2 separate regions of the Mus musculus genome follow, and region 1 is linked to region 2. Evidence: chromatin contacts called from public promoter capture Hi-C data. All regions are on one chromosome and are shown on one strand. The core of a region is the stretch at or near the end of the contact, and the rest is flanking DNA. Distances in the headings are between cores, read along the strand shown. Region 1 holds the start of Smg8 (smg-8 homolog, nonsense mediated mRNA decay factor (C. elegans)). Region 2 holds the start of Myo19 (myosin XIX).

Region 1 (2,700 bases), core at 78-2,577, 2.2 Mb before region 2:
GTTTGTTTGAGACAGAGTTCCTCTGGGTAGCCTTGGCTGTCCTGGAACTCAGTCTGTTGGCCAGGCTGGCCTCAAATTCAGTTCAGAGATCCACCTGCCTCTGCCTCCCTAGAATTTTCTACAATTCTTTTGTTGATGTTTATCTTTTTGTTTTGAAACAGATTTTTTTATTTTTTGGTTTTTCGAGACAGAGTTTCTCTGTGTAGCTCTGGCTGTCCTGTAGACCAGGTTGGCCTTGAACTCAGAAATCCGCCTGCCTCTGCCTCCGGAGTGCTGGGATTAAAGGAGCGTGCCACCACGACTTACAGTTTTCTTACAGTTCAGACTGGCATTGAATTTGAGACATAGCTCAGGATGATCTTGAACTTCTAATCATTCTGGCACCTCCCAAGTGCTGGGTTTGCAGCATGGGCCACTATACCCAGTTTATACTGGTGCTGAGGATAGAACACAGGACTTCCTGCATACTAGACACGTAGCTCTCCACCTCCACGTCTTCTATTTCTTAAAGATTAATTTTGGAGTGTGTGTGTGTGTGTGTGTGTGTGTGTGTGTGTGTGTGTGTGTTTTGCAGGCCATGGGTGCTGCAAAACAAGAGCTCCTTTTCTCTGTAAGAGCAATATCTGAATGTTGGAATCACAGAAGTGCAACAATGTGTTTGGTGCTCTCGCTCCTCCCTCCTGTCCTTTCTTTTTTGTTTTCTTTTCTTTATGGAGACAGGGTCTTGGTATGTTATCAGGCTAGCACAGCTGCTGTGCTCAAGAATCCTTCTTCCTTGCTGGGTGGTAGTGGTGCATGCTTTTAATCGCAGCATTTAAGAGGTAGAATGGGGGCATGGGGGAGAAAGGAGGAAAGGAAGAAAGGAAGGAAGGAAGGAAGGAAGGAAGTTAGGAAGGAAGGAGAGGGAGAGAGAGAGGAGAGGGAGGGAGGAAAGGAGGAAGGAGGAAGGAAGAAAGAAAGAAAGAAAGAAAGAAAGAAAGAAAGAAAGAAAGAAAAAGAAATTAAGAAATTCTCCTGCCTCAGTCTTCAGAAAAGGTGAGAGTATGATCAACCACCCACGCTGAGCTGTTAGAAGAATCAGTTGGAACTGTTGTGGGTTTTGGCGTATTCTTTAAAACTGAAACGGCAACCAATCTAGCTTTCGATATCTTAAACTCGAGTTGAGTAAACGTAGCGCTAAGACCTTGCAAGGGACACGAAAAGGCAAAGGGGTGGAAGGGAGTGTTGGGGGGAGGGACAGACACCCGGAACTCAAGGACTAACAGGCGGAGGAGGGATTTCACAATAGGACCGGGTGGGTTGGGATCAGCGAGGGACCGGAAGAACGCTAGAGGAAGCTCTTTCTCCGCCATGGCGGGGCCGGTCAGCTTGCGCGAGCTGCTCATGGGGGCGTCGGCCTGGCTGGGCTCTGAGAGTCCTGGAGGCCCCTCCGCTGAAGGCGGGGGAAACGCGGCTGGCACGCCCGAGCCCCCGTGGAGGGAGGATGAGATCTGCGTGGTGGGAATCTTCGGCAAGACGGCTCTGCGCCTCAACTCCGAGAAGTTCTCTCTGGTGAATACTGTGTGCGATCGACAGGTTTTCCCACTCTTTCACCATCAGGATCCTGGAGATCCAGGAACTGGAATCAAGACCAAAGCTGTCTCTGTCGGAGAGGCGGGAGGAGCCGGAGACCCCGGGGCTGCAGCCGGGGATTCACTTCGCGGAGGTATGGCTACGGCGGAAGGTAACCGAGCTGAGCCAGGTCCCCAGGACTTCAGTCTTTTGCAGGCCTATTACAATCAGGAAAGCAAAGTTCTGTATCTTATTCTCACTTCCATCTGTGACAACTCACAGCTTCTGCGTGCTTGTCGGGCCCTCCAGAGCGGTGAAGCCGGAGGGGGCCTCTCTTTACCTCATGCAGAAACACACGAGTTCTGGAAGCATCAGGAGAAGTTACAGTGTCTCAGCCTCCTTTACCTCTTCTCTGTCTGTCATATCTTGCTCCTGGTCCATCCGACGTGTTCCTTTGACATCACTTATGATCGTGTATTCAGAGCCCTGGATGGACTGAGACAGAAAGTACTACCCCTCCTCAAAACAGCCATTAAGGATTGCCCAGTTGGCAAAGACTGGAAGTTAAACTGCCGACCTTGCCCACCTAGACTCCTCTTCCTCTTTCAACTCAATGGGGCCCTTAAGGTGGAACCGCCTCGGAGCCAGGATACAGCTCATCCAGATAAACCCAAGAAGCACTCTCCCAAAAGAAGGCTGCAGCATGCCCTGGAGGACCAGATCTATAGAATCTTTCGCAAGAGTCGAGTCTTGACTAATCAGAGTATCAACTGCCTCTTTACGGTACCTGCCAACCAAGCTTTTGTGTACATAGTCCCCGGAAGCCAGGAGGAGGACCCAATTGGCATGTTGCTGGACCAGCTTAGGAGCCATTGTACCGTGAAAGACCCAGAATCGTTGTTGGTGCCCGCACCCCTTTCTGGACCTAGGCGGTACCAAGCGATGAGACAGCACAGCCGCCAACAGCTCTCCTTCCACATTGATAGCAGCACCTCGAGTTCTTCAGGCCAGCTAGTGGATTTCACTCTTCGAGAATTCCTGTGGCAGCACGTGGAGCTGGTCCTAAGCAAAAAAGGTTTTGATGACAGTGTGGGCAGGAACCCACAGCCTTCCCATTTTGAACTGCCCACTTACCAGAAGTGGATCTCT
Region 2 (2,700 bases), core at 29-2,528:
GGGAGGCCAGTCAGGAGACCACAACAGCGCATTTAAGTTAGAATCCAAAGCTCACAACCTTCTTAGAATATATTACAGGAGCTAAGCCTCATTTTTATACAATTGCCAATGGTATAATACCATACCACAAAGCGCAAAATTATGGCTCGTACGGGCGAGACCTGCGAGAGAGCTTGGTAAATGCTGGTTATTACTTTGCAGCGTCAGCTCCTGGTTGAAGTCAAATCAGATCAAAGCAGTTTTCTCCAGTTCTCCTGCTCCCTCCTCTTCGTGGTTACCACCAAGAATTTCTGGAAAGGGTGTGACCACAGTAGGCAGAGGAGAGTAATGAGTATGTGAAGGACCAACCAAGTCAAGGCAAGTGGTAACCAGATTGCCACCCTCTCCGCCTCTGCTTCGGATTTCTTTTTGTAAGAAGTACAGAAGGAGGGCTATAAGGAAAAGAGCTGGGTCCTGGGGGGTGAGGATGGGGGCTCAGCCTGCTTTGCTCCAGATTCCTGGACGGATCCAGCACTTCCAGCACTGGCAGCGTGCCCAAGGTGCCCAGGGCCGGGATACCACTCCGGAAGCACCTGGTACTGAGAGAACGCGTCCTTTCTGGGAAGGTGGCTATGACCCTAGTCAAGGGCGCAGTTTCCTTAAGTCTCTCCCGCCGTCCCTGGGTAGAACAAGGAAAGAGACGTCCAGCCTCGGTCAGCCAGAAACACCCCCTTTCCGGCCCCCTGCTGGCAAGCTGAAAAGTGACCGTGAAGGTCCTTGCCCTGGGCAAAAGCCACGAGCTGTGTGTTACCTCCTCCTTGGTCATAAGAGGGTAAAAAGAGAAATGCTGAATTAGAAAGTGAGACGCCTCCTTCTGTTTTAGCTGAGCGACTCACCGACCTCCCTACCTCCTCAGGCGGTGTGGGATTTTGGATCTAGGTGGAGAGTGGCACTCACCGGTCCCACGGCCCGGGCGCCCAGCGTGGTAGTCCCAGCCCAGGCCGATTGGAAGGGCGGGTGGGCAGGGTGAGGCAGCGGGAAGAGCCCGTGGAGGAGAGAGAGCGCGGGAGCGGCCGGGAGAGAAAGCCGGGAGCTCCAGGCCGCCTGGCGGAGCACTGCAACCGCGGCTCGATGGCCCGGAGCCCGCCGGCTCCTCCCCAGGGGCGGGGCGTGCACACGCGGCGCGGGACGCACGTGGCCCGTCCCAGGCCGCCGGCTCCGGCTAGCGGGCTGTTCGCGAGGTGAGGTCTATTGAGTCCGGGGTGTGAGGTGTGGCGTTTCCGTGGCCTCCCGAGTTCTGGGTGGGAAAGTGCGGTTCCCGAGAGCCCTTGCGCTGCTCTGCTGCAGGTCGCGGTGCCCGAGGCTGACGCGGGCTCCGGGGACCCTCTACCTAACCCGCCTCGCCCTGGGGCGGAGGGGAGACGCCCCTCCCACGGACCCGCCGCGCGGCTAGGTCTGGAGAGCACCCGGCCCAACCCAGCTCAAGACCCTGAAGGGCGTGGGGAGTTCGGCGGGGTGCGGACTGTTGCCATCCCCGGCGGGGGCGCGCGGAATCTGCGGTCCCGGAAGAACAGGCTGAGCCGCGACGGCCGGAAGCGCGGCTCGCGAGGCGGAAGCGGAGGGTGCCCGCAGTTTGCGGTGGGAGCCTGTTCTGTCCACGCCGGAGACCCTCAGTCGTGGGCAGGGCGTGGTTGTGGCCAGGTCTGCCAGGAAAAAAACTTAAAAGGCCAAAAGAGCAGGGCCACTTACGGTGAGGTGCTGGTGTATTGTCAGGGACATCAATTCACATCTGACTGTCGGATGTGTTCTCTCAGGGTGCAACTTTTCAGACATTAAAATGTGACAGGTTTTAGGTTGCATTAAAAAGAAGCCACTGGCGCTGGTATGCACTGTGCATCCATTCTGTCCACCTGCTTCTTAATCTGAAAATATGGCTGTGTGTAAAATAGGAAAAGAGCAACCCGAGGCTCATGCATTCTTTATGTACCCAATGTTGAAACCAAGGGCCCTAACTCTAAAATACATTTACAACTTCTCTCTCTCCCTGAAGTCGTCCCCCCCCCCCCCCACACACATGGTTTGTTGGTGGTGGTGGTGGTTTTTAGACTTATTCATTATGTATACAGTGTTCTGCCTGCATGCCAGAAGAAGGCACCAGATCTCGTTATAGATGGTTGTGAGCTACCACATGGTTGCTGGGAACAGAACTCAGGACCTCTGGAAGGGCAGCCAGTGGTAGCACATGCCTTTAGGTATTGCAGGGGATCGGGGAGGTAGGTGGATCTCTGTGAGTTCAAGGCCAGACTGATCTACATATTAAGTTTCAGGATACATGGCCAGACACTGTCAAAACCCAACAAACAAAAAGAGCTGGGCAGTGATGATTTTAATCCCAGCACTCTCATGGCAGAGGCCTGAATTTGAGACCAGTCTGGTATGCAAAACAGTTCCAGGACAGCCAGGGCTACACAGAGAAACTGTCTCAAGGAAACAAACAAAAACAAGACACAGTTGTTTGGGAGCTAAGCAACTTTTGTTTTGAATTTGCCTTATATTGAAGATAAAACTGTGTACTAGAACTTTCATACTTTTCGTGTGTCACTGTTGACTTCTTCCTATAATCTTAGGTTCTAGGAGAGTCAGGACAGTTCTGTCCATGAATTGAAACCAGTAGGGCTTGAAGTTCTGTTCTGCCCACATGTGTGTCTGTATGAAGGTGTC

Evidence for each region. Promoter capture Hi-C pulls out the DNA fragments that hold promoters and counts their contacts.
Region 1: a promoter capture Hi-C map of pre-B cells shows a contact between it and region 2, with 6 times the contacts expected there. The contact joins the promoter of Smg8 here to the promoter of Myo19 in region 2. A contact is called at or near these places in 2 of 39 promoter capture datasets (cranial neural crest and pre-B cells) and 1 of 115 datasets of contacts at active chromatin or transcription factors (large pre-B cells).

The regions. Positions count from the first base shown.
Region 1 is chr11:87,085,404-87,088,103 of GRCm38.p6, reverse strand. Smg8 (smg-8 homolog, nonsense mediated mRNA decay factor (C. elegans)) reads left to right here and starts at 1,327. Exons shown (of 4, transcript NM_024262.1): 1 at 1,327-2,700. The coding sequence starts at 1,351.
Region 2 is chr11:84,878,748-84,881,447 of GRCm38.p6, reverse strand. It overlaps Myo19 (myosin XIX), which reads right to left and starts at 1,278. Exons shown (of 25, transcript NM_025414.4): 1 at 937-1,278. It overlaps Pigw (phosphatidylinositol glycan anchor biosynthesis, class W), which reads left to right and starts at 1,163. Exons shown (of 2, transcript NM_001077636.1): 1 at 1,163-1,220.